Linked DNA regions of Mus musculus: regions 2, 3 and 4 are each linked to region 1. Evidence: chromatin contacts called from public ChIA-PET and HiChIP or PLAC-seq data. All regions are on one chromosome and are shown on one strand. Each heading gives the region's core, a stretch centred on a gene start, on an enhancer-like site or on the middle of the called end of the contact. The rest is flanking DNA. Distances are from core to core; before and after follow the strand shown.

Region 1 (2,903 bases), core at 123-2,622:
GTTGGTGCAAGGTAGTGGTGGGTTAATATTTGAATCACAAGGATTGTGGCATAAAATCAGACACAAGAGATGGGCAATGAATGGCTACTAATGGAACAAAGTATGACCCAGGATAACTTGGCTCTGAATCTGCAACATTCCACAATCATAGTCGTGGAATTATCCTCCTGGAAAATTTTCTTAAAAATTATGCCTCTGTGTGTGTGTGTGTGTGTGTGTGTGTGTGTACAGGCGATTGTGAAGACCAGAGGTATTAGATCCCATGGAGCTTTAGATACAGGTGCATGTGAACAGCCAGATGTGGATTTTGGGAATTGACTCAGGAATTGGGTTCTCAGGTGCTGGGCCATCTCTCCAGCTCCTCTTTAGCAAACTTTAAAGCAGATGTCTTTTTTTCTCTTCTCTTCCCTTTCCTTACTTCCCTTTTTTCCTTTTTCTTTTTTGCAAGCTTCACATATGTCCCCTCAGATGTCCCCTAAGAGTTTGGCCTTGACGGGGGTAGGGGGTGGTGGACCCTGGCTGCCTTTTTTTTTTTTTTTTTTTTTTTTAAATCTTCATGACAACTGTGCTTTCCTAAGCTCACTGGGGCCATTTTGTTTGGGAAGTCAGACCTGAAGGAGTACTAGACCCAGAGGCGCCACCACACAGTAAGGCCTCAAGGTAAATTTTACTGCAGCAGGCGCAAAGTTCTCATTCCACAGAGGCAGGCCCAGGAGCCATCCTCTCACCCTAGGAACCTGCAAGTTCAAGTTCTCCGCCAGGGAGCTAGGACAGGCAAGAGGTTGGCTGACGAACGCCGAGCTCTCCGCTAAGCTGGAAAGGACTCAGCCCGCTAGCCTTCCCACTAGTCAGGGCCATTGCTCCCTTCCAACACCCGCGGAAGCCACACCTCCCTCTCCGGCCGTCCCTGCGAGCCAAGTCCGGGTGTGTCCCCCTGGCGCGGCGCCCACCCTCCGAGGGCGCAGACCGAACCGCCCTCACAGGTTAGGGGCGGGGCCTGCCTGGCGTGATGGCTTCGCCTGCAGCCCCTTCTTGGTGTAACGACCGGAGAGTAGCAGCACAGCAACCCCAGCGCAGAGGCGGGTCCGACCGCGCGATGACACCAGGCACAGACCATTCGCCGCCGGGGGATCTTTCCTGAGGGCGCGGACGAGGGAGCGGGATCCGGTTGGCGACTGACACGTCGCCCCGCCCTAGATTCTTTCAGGGTCGGCTGTCTCTGAACAGTGGATCCCAGTGAGGAAGAGTCGGGCGCATGCTGATTGCGTCACCAAACCACGCACTCAGCCCGAGCAAGCCCCTCTCTGGGAGAGGCCTCGGTGGGGGAGGGCCCTGCGCACTGTGATGACGGCAAGTCCCGCCCGTTTGAGGAGTGGAGCGGTGGAGCCCGCGGTCCCCCTCAGTGGGGCGCTGGCGCGCGGGCTAGAGCGACCTGCGGTCCGTGGGAGAGCCGCGCCCGCCTCGGCAGGGAGGAGTGCTCAGCGCGGCTGGAGATGAGTAGCGCGGGGGGCGAGGGGCCGGAGGCCGGTCCTGGCCGGGCTGGGGGCCGCTCCGAGCCCGAGGCCCCGGGCAGCGCTCTGAGTGTGGACTTGCCGGGGCTGCTGGGGCAGCTGGCGCGCAGCTTCGCGCTGCTGCTGCCGGTGTACGCCCTGGGCTACCTGGGGCTGAGCTTCAGTTGGGTGCTGCTGGCGCTCGGGCTGCTCGCCTGGTGCCGCCGGAGCCGCGGCCTCAAGGCCAGCCGCCTGTGCCGCGCGCTGGCGCTGTTGGAGGACGAGGAGCAAGCTGTGCGCCTGGGAGTGCGCGCCTGCGACCTGCCCGCCTGGGTGAGTGTTGCCCCCCCAGACCTGAGCGGAGTCAGGTCCGCACCACCCTTCTCCCCTTCTCAGTGACGGGTGGGGAACTCAAGCCCCAGCCCGAGTGAAGTGTCAGCCACCGCTTGTTCCGAATCTCCGTCCGATCCGGGATCCGCACAACCAGGATCCCGGACCGAGTCAGGTGTGCGACCTTACTGCTGTCTGCCTCTCCTGCTGTAAACTGCTGTCTGCTGTCAGCACTCTGCCCACCTGCTTTCCTCGGGAGTTCTGGCCACTGTGGCCCACCCCGGCTCTGAGCGACGGTCTGCGTCCGAGTCTCACTTGTGTCAGCGCACCGCCTCCCCCACCTAAGTCAGGTGTCCTTATTGCTGTCCCCACCCTCATCCTGGGCGAGGTGTCCTGGTCATTATCTGCTCCGAGAGTGTCCGCTCTCAGTCCTCTTCCTGGCTTTCAGTCCTCCTCGCCCATCGCTAGCAAAGTGCGCAGGTAGTGAATACTTCCTAACTTGGCAGAACTGGTCATTGTTAGTTGCTGGGCCTCTTCCTCCTCTCATGCTGGCAGTGACTACCGCCCAGAAGCACACTTGGTGGGCGATGAGATCTCAGTTGTCCAGAGCGATTCTGTAAACCTTTTGCAAGCATGGCGCTGCAGGCCTGGAACCGTCCAGATTCTCCTTTCTGATTTAAAAAGTAGTGACAGCCAATATGGGGAGAAGTTAATTAAAAAAATCAGGAAGACTCATTCATTTCTTAGTTGTGTCTAACACGATTGAAGTGTTCCTGAAAAGCTTATGTTAGAAGAATTGAAATGTTTGTTTCATTGTTTAAAATACCAGAGGGAAGACTAGGCACTTTGATATGATCATTTAATATCCAGGATCTAACATATATAGAGGGAGATTTTGAAAGTGTTAACAGTAATGATAAGTTATGGTATTGATTATTTTTTCCTAAAATTGCTTTTTACTTATTGAGTATTTGAACCTATTGGAGAAGGCATTATCATCTTTTTCTCTTCACTGTCTTTCTTAGCAAAGAGTTAGTGTCATAGTTTCAGATAGAAGGAAATAGTGCATATTTTAAGATAAAT
Region 2 (2,903 bases), core at 153-2,652, 180 kb after region 1:
GCAACTTGGGTTTTAGATCATTCTCATTTGTAGTTAAGGTGACAATCAAGAGCCATCTCAGCAATTAAGAGCACTGGCTGGTTGTTCTTTCTGAAGCCAGACATTGATTGCCATCAGCCACATGTCAGCTTACAACTACCTGTAATTCTAGTCCCAAGGAATCTTACAACCCTCATCGAGGCTCTGCAAGCACTACTTGCATGTTATGCTAGAAATTCGTGCAGCCAAAACACCCATACACATAAAATTAAAAATGAAGAGAAAAAAGGATCTTCAGCTCAGATTTTAATTAGGTCGATTGTTTTCTTTACTTGATTTGAAAGGATCTTTGTATACTTTTAGTACCACCTCCTTATATGTTTTACAAATATTTTCACCTAGTTGGTGGTTTATGCCTTTATTATTCTCTTGTTACATTAGTGTCCCCCAACCCCTACCCCTAGTTGACCTTAGGTCCATGTTGGAAAAACAGAGAATTTTAGTTTTATCAAAATCCAACTGTGAGTTTTGGTGTTGTATTTAGAAAATTATCTCCATACTGAAGTGTCAGAACATGGTTCAAGAGTGGAGTCATGTGAGGATTCTGAGTGCTTGTGAGAAAACTCCCAAGAAAACCAAGACAAGAGTCTTATGACCTCAGTTTCTTTAAGTTGTTCTTGTAATGTGTTTTTGTGCTTCTCCCAAGTGTAGCAGATAGGAGTGAGTTTACTTACTTACATTACTTATTATTGCTTGCTAGTGTTATTCAATTAAATGTTTAAACTCTCCTTTATGTGCCTCTGTGGGAAAACATGTTCTTGCCACATGTGGCTTGTCCTTGTAATTATATACAGCAATGGAATGTCACAGAACCTTGCACTTTGTAAATAGGTATGTGTAAGTCTGCAGTGGCACCCTGCAGTAATTTATGTAGGAGCTGTCCAACCATGTTACTTAAATTGGAGTGGACCCCTGAAAGACAGGGGAGAGACTGCCTCAATGTTCCTGTCACTGGGCTGGGTATTCAGGCAGTCCTCCCTTGACTGGGGGCAGAGAAGCGGTGGCCATAGTAGTTGAGTATGGTGGTGAAGGTGGATGATTGCTTTAATTTTTCTTGTTTCCTCATATACAGTAAATGGTCAGGACTGAATGCTGGGTAGGACGAGCCACATTGTGCTTCTGTGTGCTATGGAGCTAGTGAGAGTAGAGTTCAGAAAAGGGCAGTACTAAGAGAAGTACCCTCTGGCTGGACGCTGCCAGTGAGTGGGTGCTACTGAGCCTGTGCCTGGATGTGATCACCAGGGTCTCAGGGTATGGGCTCTGCGTTGGGTGCTGAGCCTGTTTACCTTTACGGCTGTGAAACTTGTGCTCTGTGTAGGGCACAGGCTGTTTTCAAATGTGTCTGCTGCAGACCATGTGTAAACTCTGCATTTGAGGGGAACTGAATCTGTGTCTTCTCTATTTCTTTCAGATTCCTATATGAGTCATCAATGAGAACTTTGGGAGAATTTCTGAATCCATGACAAAACCACCGTCAAAAACACTGGGTGTGTAGAAATAGAGAAAAGACTCATGAAAGTGAAAATGTGTGTCTTTTGTATATTGCTTTTTTTTTTTTCATCAGACTAAGCCCGGAGTCCTAAGGACCACACCCAGGTCTGACGGTGCCCAAAGATGGAGACCAGTACAACACTGGTGCTCTACTGTACCCTGTGCCTTTAACCAGCTTGCAGAGATGGAGAGTGATGAAAGTCATGTGAGAGAAAGACTGGCAAGCAGCTCACCACTCTCTCCAGAAGAGCTGGCAAAGCTTGTAGGAACTGTGGCATGGGCAGCTCTTACGTTCCTTGGCCTGTGACTTACCCATTATTTATTATTTGTTGTGAAATTCTCCTGGAACAGATTTCTCTTTGGCCTTTCAGCAGGGCTATCATTAGCCCACACAGGACCTTTCTTCAAAAGACAAAAAGAATCACTTCATCAAAATATTTTATTGCCCTCTGTTGAACAGTTGTAATATATACACTGATATGAAGTGTCTTGCTTACTCCATTGCACTTGGGCTCAGCTCAACTCTTACATCTGAGCTGTGACTTTTACATTTTAGCCTTACTCTAAGGGCAACAGCCTCCTTCTACAAAAGGCATTCTCAGTTCAGAGAAGATTTCTTGTTTGAGTGTTGCTGTGTACTATGCATAGTCAGGGACAGAGCAGGCATTAAGAAAAAAACAAAAACAAAACACAAAGGCCCAAAAGCCAACCAAAGTGGAAGTGAATTGAGGAAGGCCTGGACCAGGAGTGAGTTGCCACCTAGAAATGATTGTTGTTTCTCAAGCCACAGTGAAGTATTGCTCAGTGGATACACGTGCCCAGTTGCCTCTGTTTTCCCTCTGCAGGTCGATGGCAGAGGCATCGGCCTTTTCCTGTATTGACTATTGAAGAGTAAGCAAAGAACTCAAGAGTTAAAGGGTTGCCCTGGTCCTGTATAAATGATGGGTTAATGATACAAAAGAGAAAAAGGATCTTGTTTAAAAGTGACATAATATGCAGCCATACATAGGCAATAATGAGTTCATGTCCTTCGTTAAAAATGCTTAAAAATGATAGGAGGAACCATGGCACTAGCACCATGGTGGAAGAATCTGCTGGGCTGTAGGGCAATGCTAGAATTCTATAGCCTGTATTACCCCCTCAACATCCTTTCCCTAGCAAAGACTCTGGCAAGTAGGGTTGAGTAGCCTTAGAGAGCTCAGGTATGACTGACTACACTGGCGATGGAGGGTGGCCTCAGCAGGTGGGAAAGAGGAAAGGTACCAGATCAGGCTGAGGATTTGACATCACACAGGATTAGACAGTTGCAGAAGTTGAACCAGTGTGCCTTGCAGACAGCTATAATGACAAATTCAACAAGGATATGAGGGAAG
Region 3 (2,903 bases), core at 136-2,635, 150 kb after region 1:
ACATTCTTTAACCTTGTTACTAACAGCTACACACTACTGTGAAAGCTTGCAGTACCTTTTAGGTCAAGTTCTACATCATTAAAAAAGACCATCATTTCCCCGGTACCTAATGTAAAGACATATAATTTGCTATATAAATTCTCATTCCAGGTTGACAGAGGCTCAGAATACACATCTACACTGTAACTCATATTAGAATATAAGTACATTTAGAACATACATATTGCTAAAATATTTTGTTTTTGAGGTAGTCTCACTATGTAGCCCTGGCTGTCCTGGAAGTCCCAGGGTTGTTTTGAATTTGTGACAGTCCTCCTCCTTATTGCTTCCTGAGTGCTGGGATTATATGCACACACTATTATGCCCAAGGTTTTAAAGAATTTTTTTTTTAAAGACTTTTTTCATGGTGCCAGGCACGGAGGCATACAAATTTAATTCCAGGACTTGGGTGGTAGAGGCAAATGGATCTCTGTGAGTTCAAGACTAGCATGGTCGGGGGCTGGTGAGATGGCTCAGCGGTCTGCTCTTCCAAAGGTCCTGAGTTCAAATCCCAGCAACCACATGGTAGCTCACAACCATCCATAACAAAATCTGATGCCGTTTTCTGGAGACAGCTATAGTGTACAGTGTATAAATAAATAAATAAATAAATAAATAAATAAATAAATAAGAAAGGAAAAGAAAGAAAAAGAAAAAAGAATAGCATGGAATAGCTTAGTCTACATAGCTAGTTCCAGTACACGCTGGGCAATGTAGAAAGACTCTATCTCAAACAATCAGAGACTTTTTCATGACCATCAATTAATGTCCAGAGATAGTCTTTGCTAAAATAAAACCTTGGGACTATTACTTAGGGGCCTGGTATAGTCTAGCCTGGTATTATGCTAAAATAAAATAAGGAACCATTACTTAAGAACCTAGTACATTATTCAAGTGTTATTCTCAAAGGAGAAGAGTTGGTTTCATAAATTTTAATGAGTCTGCTGTGCTAAAATATTGAGCTTCTGTGGTTTACTTTAAAATAAATAAATGACTTCTATTTCTTAGGCTGTTCACAGGGTGTAATGCTCAGTATAAATGTACGTGTATTCTATTAAGGAGGTTTTCTGTTCAGAGTTAGAACACAGAAAAGGTAAGGTCAAGGCAGAAGGAAAACTTTTGATCAGTTTGTCACATTATGCTTCTGGTAGTATCCAAGCCACCAGCAGATTGCTTTATCAGTCTGATTGGCCTTACTACATTTCATAGCATTTAGTGCATGCTGACACAACTACTAGGGAGAAAGTATGTTTGCTTCTTTGTATTCTTATTAATCAGGATCAGTTTTGTACTCACAGCTGAATTGTGAGAACTGAGCTGAGTCATCCTCCTCATCTCAACATGAGGAAGTTACTTCCATCATCTGTGTGTCTGTGTCTCCACGGGCCAGTCATGGATAGGCCAGTCACAAGCTAGGTCACGTCACCAGCTCTGAGACAGGGGCTTTGTTATGCACATCTAGTTTACACTGAACTTTCTGCTATGGGATCATTGTGAACTACCAGCATAATAGGAAAGTATAAACAGGTTTGGTTTTCAATAAAGCTAAGAGACCTATGATTTTAGTGATGGTTGGCTACCATTAACTACTTTCCAGCTATGAGTTATATCTTACTGGGCTTAGGAAAAAAGTGTCTAGCAGTCAGTGCCTACTGGGTAGGCCAAAGTTGTACAGCCATGCTTACAAAGATCTTGTACTGTAATCCCATTTGCATGGGGTGTGGCAAAGAGTACTAGTTTCTGATTTTACAAAAGTCGTAGTTCATATAGACTTTCATTTAAAAAAATAGAGTTAATTTACAGTTAATTTCTTGGGTGAAATTTGGAAATAAATCTACATTCCTAGTCTAGTTAGGTTCTAAGGTAATGAAGAAAGTTTTATTGTACCATAGAAGTTGATATTACATTATTTATATTGTTTTGTGTCTGTAATTCTGAGCTGTGCTTTAGGACTTTTAATACTTGTTACTAGATTCTTTCACAGTCGCATTTTTTATGTCTTAGGTACTAGATAAAACATTGTCAGTGAACGACACTGCGTCCATGGCAGGCTTACTAGAAATCATTGTGATCCTCTGGAAGAACATCCATAGAAGCCTGGAAAATAATAAAGAGGCTAAAATTTATACCATTAACAAGTTTGCAGCTGTGCTTCCAGAGTACCTGAAGGTATTCAAGGTAAGTCTGGACCATTCTTATAAGTAAGCTTATGGTGACAGGTTTCATCTTTAGGAGAAGTTCTGCCTTGTATATACAGCGGGAAGGTTGTAGTGACCCTTACCTTGGCATGAGGAGATATATATATATACTTAAAATGTACTCTGGTGATTTCATTTACTTCCTTTATTTTGATGCTATGCACTGCTCCTGTTCTCCTTTCTTATTCCCTCTCGTGCTCTCTGAGCCATTTTTTCCCCAACATGACTTTTTTTTGTTTTTTTTTTTGAGACAGGGTTTCTCTGTGTAGCCCTGGCTGTCCTGGAACTCACTCTGTAGACCAGGCTGGCCTTGAACTCAGAAATCCGCCTGCCTCTGCCTCCTGAGTGCTGGGATTAAAGGCGTGCACCACCACGCCCGGCTTGACTTTTAAGTCTTTAAACAATTTTTTTATCTCCTGAGTTTAATTAAGTTTGATTGCTTGCATATATATGGATGCCACTTTATTTACCAGATTATGGACAAGAAAGATGACTTTTCGCCCAGCTGCTATTAACTTCCAATAACTCCTCAGCTAGGAGTGGAGTCTCACAAGCTCATTCCATACTGAAATATTGAAGGGGTCAATCTTGTATAGTCTTGTCCAGCTAACCACAGCCTCTATGAATTTATTGGTGCCACAGCTGTGTCATGTCTGGAGAATAGCA
Region 4 (2,903 bases), core at 265-2,764, 140 kb before region 1:
ATGGGCATGGGCCAGACTGCTCATCCTGTGGCTACTAGAGAAAAGCTCTAAAAACCACACCAGCTGTTTGCTATCTAGTGGTTGAATACACGCTACGTGCTGCTTTGGAGGATTCACGAGTTCCTGCATTTCAAGCTGACTCTTCACTAACACGCTCATCCCCAGGTACAGTGTGAACTGAAAAGAAGATGGCGAGGCCTGTGCCTGACCCAAGCTGGGAGCCGGGACTACCGGCTGCACAGCTGGTCCATGTCCCGGAATGGCTCAGAAAGTGCCCTACAGATACACCGTGGCTCCCGCACCCAGTCCTTCCTGCAGTCAGAGACTTCAGTCATTTAGCTGTGTCCCTTGTACAGAGCTGTCAGTGCTGCTGGGTTTGACATATGTTTGCTGGATTCCTCTGCTGCCCCAGTGTCTGGTGCCTTATTGGTTCAGCCCTGGTCCTTAACTCTGATCCTCATGTGTAACTTGATTGAAACACCAATTATTATTGTCAAACTCTAGCCTTTAAGCCATCTTCTTCATAATATGGCTCAGCCATATTCTACTTTCAAAGAGAGCAAGGAAGCCAGGTGGCTGTGAACATCAAAACTGGATTCTAGTACCTATGAAGAGAACAAGGAGGAAGATTCCAGTTCCCCTACTGCCTCCTGTCAGGGGGAACCAGGTCCAGAAACAGCTGAGCATCACCACCCTGTGACACCCAACGCATGCCTATGGATGTCTCTGAAATTCCTCCTCAGTCTATGGCATACCATAGAAAGCAGTTGAGAGCAACCTTCTCATCCTAGAAGCTTCCTGGTCCCCCTAGCCTTGAGTTGTGTCCTGTGGAACTACATCTGGACAGCCACACCCTTGCCATTCCCTGGACCAAAGATAAGTCAAAGAGGATATTCATGTTTCATTGGCCAAACCAGGAACTCATATCCTCCTGAGGCACTTAGCATCTGCTGCTTCCTACAAGTGGTGAGCAGCTCTGGATCCCATGTTGTCATGAAGGCCCTTGTGACTTGTCCATTCAGCCCAGGGTTTGTTCTCTAGCCAATAGAAAACTGTTGCATTGTTAAAGAAAATCGCCATCTTAAAAACTGTTTAAAAAGAGAATTGTTTTATCAAAGTATAAAACAGCATCAAGTATTCCTACCCGATACTTGCCAATAACAATCCATATTTTTCCGATGTTTTTGCAACTGTGGGCAAGCAGACCTGAGGAAATGCTTGTCGTGGTTGGAAAAGCAGCTGAAGACAGAGAGTGCCTTTCCCTGCAGTGCTCAGAGACCCTGGAAGACTATGTCGTGGTCCAGTGCAAGGACTGTAGGTTCTGTACCTAGTGTTCTGGCACAGCCTATGTAACTTCCCCCCAACACACACACACACACACACACACACACACACACACACACACACACACACACACCAAGGAAACGAGCTGCAAAATGTGTTTCCTGTGGTTTCTGTGGCATGTAGGCCCCAGCTAGTATGAATACAAATGATCTCAACCATTGTGCCAGAGCCAGAGGTCTTGGCGGGGTCAGGAAATCACCAAAGTAGGGGCCCCACTCCCAGTACGTGGGGGCTTTAGTACAGAAAAGAAGTATCTAGAGACTAGCTGAGGCCCCGTGGCCTGACATGTGGCCTGAATGTCTGTCCCACAGAACTGCCCCTGGACTTTTGCCTCCATCAACGCTTGAAACGCCTCCAGTTTGTCTGCAACTGCATGGGGCAGGCACCTCAGATGATTTAGAAAACACCACTACCCTGCTGCCTTCCAGGGCTACAAGGCTAGAGAACAAGTCATAGGGAGTAAATGGCTTAGCTCAGGAACACTGAAAAGAGCTGTTGGCAGTGGCGATAGGTGGATGCTACAAGCCCTGGTGTCAGCCATGGCTCTCTTCATACAGAGCTCACTGCTTAGTCAGCAGTTCTGAGGACACACAGTTCTCCCATATCTGAAAGAGTCCTATCAACAACTGGGTATGACTCTGCCATGACCCTGAAGAGACATGTAGAACATGTGAACACAAGCAGTCACTGAGTGCACAGGGAATATTCAGATGTACAGGGACACCATTCTCTCAGCCCAGCATGTGCTAATGCTAAACAGAGCTGGGTCCTTTCCCTGGTAAAGAGATGGACTGATCATAAAGCGGCCACTGCTGGAACTCACCAATAGCAGAGGTGTAGTAACCATATGACCAGCATGTGACCTTACATGTTATATGTGGAATATCTACAAACACAGAGTGGAACTTAGCTGTGTATATACTTCAATAAACCTTATTTCATTCTGTGTGAGAGTCTGCTATGGATGATGCTGGGGCCCTAGAACACAGCTGCCTGCTGCTATACTCTTGAGTGCCCTGACTCTAGGCCATGCTGCCTACAATTACTCATAGAAGAAGTTGTGTCTGAGGTACCCAAGATATATAAGTGGCAGCCTGAGGATGTGTCCAGCATACCTGGCAATTCCTGCCCTGCAGCCATAATCTGCTCCCTTAGCTCTACAGAATCCGAGCCTTGTCATCAGAGCGAGCAGAAGTGTGTGTGTGTGTGTGTGTGTGTCTGGGTGTGTGTGTGTGTGTGTGTGTGTGTGTGTGTGTGTGTGTGATGTGCACATGCCTGTGTGCATATGTGTGCTTAGTATGCTTAAGTACATGTTATACTCATGTGTATGTGCTCATTTGTAAATGGTTGTTCATGAGCAAGCTAAAATGTGTCTGTAGATGTGCACATGCCTGTGCACGTATGTGTGCTTAAGAAACAACATGTTGTACATGTAAGTGCATGTGCTCATTTGTATATGGTTGTTCGTCGATTTTATGTGGAGTTCACATCTGTGTGCATGTGGAGGTGCTCAGATATAAATCTGGTGTGTGTGTGTGTGTGTGTGTGTGTGTGTGTGT

What was found. ChIA-PET counts read pairs in DNA pulled down with a chosen protein or histone mark. HiChIP or PLAC-seq counts read pairs in DNA pulled down with a chosen protein or histone mark.
Region 2: a contact with region 1 is called in an H3K4me3 HiChIP or PLAC-seq map of bone marrow-derived macrophages, with 4 times the contacts expected there. The contact joins the enhancer-like site here to the promoter of Esyt2 in region 1. A contact is called at or near these places in 11 of 39 promoter capture datasets (the 3T3-L1 cell line, 3T3-L1-derived adipocytes, the C10 cell line and 8 more), 1 of 15 datasets of contacts at CTCF or cohesin (the NIH/3T3 cell line), 1 of 484 Hi-C or Micro-C datasets (embryonic stem cells), 9 of 115 datasets of contacts at active chromatin or transcription factors (the 230-238 cell line, the SCID.adh cell line, bone marrow-derived macrophages and 5 more) and 4 of 9 other capture datasets (adipose tissue, liver, macrophages and 1 more).
Region 3: an H3K4me3 HiChIP or PLAC-seq map of bone marrow-derived macrophages shows a contact between it and region 1, with 4 times the contacts expected there. The contact joins the enhancer-like site here to the promoter of Esyt2 in region 1. A contact is called at or near these places in 10 of 39 promoter capture datasets (3T3-L1-derived adipocytes, the C10 cell line, the HPC-7 cell line and 7 more), 1 of 15 datasets of contacts at CTCF or cohesin (the NIH/3T3 cell line), 3 of 484 Hi-C or Micro-C datasets (the C10 cell line, bone marrow-derived macrophages and embryonic stem cells), 7 of 115 datasets of contacts at active chromatin or transcription factors (the 230-238 cell line, CD8 T cells, the SCID.adh cell line and 4 more) and 3 of 9 other capture datasets (adipose tissue, liver and pancreatic islet).
Region 4: an RNA polymerase II ChIA-PET map of memory CD8 T cells shows a contact between it and region 1, with 99 read pairs. The contact joins the enhancer-like site here to the promoter of Esyt2 in region 1. A contact is called at or near these places in 1 of 39 promoter capture datasets (the HPC-7 cell line), 4 of 115 datasets of contacts at active chromatin or transcription factors (the HPC-7 cell line, bone marrow-derived dendritic cells, effector CD8 T cells and 1 more) and 3 of 9 other capture datasets (adipose tissue, liver and pancreatic islet).

What each region holds. Positions count from the first base shown.
Region 1 is chr12:116,279,850-116,282,752 of GRCm38.p6, forward strand. It overlaps Esyt2 (extended synaptotagmin-like protein 2), which reads left to right and starts at 1,373. Exons shown (of 22, transcript NM_028731.5): 1 at 1,373-1,823. The coding sequence starts at 1,494.
Region 2 is chr12:116,459,114-116,462,016 of GRCm38.p6, forward strand. Ncapg2 (non-SMC condensin II complex, subunit G2) reads left to right here. Exons shown (of 29, transcript NM_133762.4): 29 at 1,451-2,903. The coding sequence ends at 1,502. Among named protein-coding and RNA genes, the nearest start is that of Gm25112, 16 kb to the right of the region's middle. Within about 2 kb of position 1,403, at least 29 of the 459 cell types and tissues checked have an H3K27ac peak or open chromatin away from gene starts, as enhancers often do. A contact at or near this core is called in adipose tissue and bone marrow-derived macrophages, where this site is marked.
Region 3 is chr12:116,432,541-116,435,443 of GRCm38.p6, forward strand. Ncapg2 (non-SMC condensin II complex, subunit G2) reads left to right here. Exons shown (of 29, transcript NM_133762.4): 17 at 2,044-2,217. Among named protein-coding and RNA genes, the nearest start is that of Ncapg2, 29 kb to the left of the region's middle. Within about 2 kb of position 1,386, at least 17 of the 459 cell types and tissues checked have an H3K27ac peak or open chromatin away from gene starts, as enhancers often do. A contact at or near this core is called in the HPC-7 cell line and bone marrow-derived macrophages, where this site is marked.
Region 4 is chr12:116,143,972-116,146,874 of GRCm38.p6, forward strand. It overlaps Vipr2 (vasoactive intestinal peptide receptor 2), which reads left to right. Exons shown (of 13, transcript NM_009511.2): 13 at 166-2,290. The coding sequence ends at 339. Among named protein-coding and RNA genes, the nearest start is that of Gm23732, 28 kb to the right of the region's middle. Within about 2 kb of position 1,515, at least 78 of the 459 cell types and tissues checked have an H3K27ac peak or open chromatin away from gene starts, as enhancers often do. A contact at or near this core is called in the HPC-7 cell line, effector CD8 T cells and memory CD8 T cells, where this site is marked.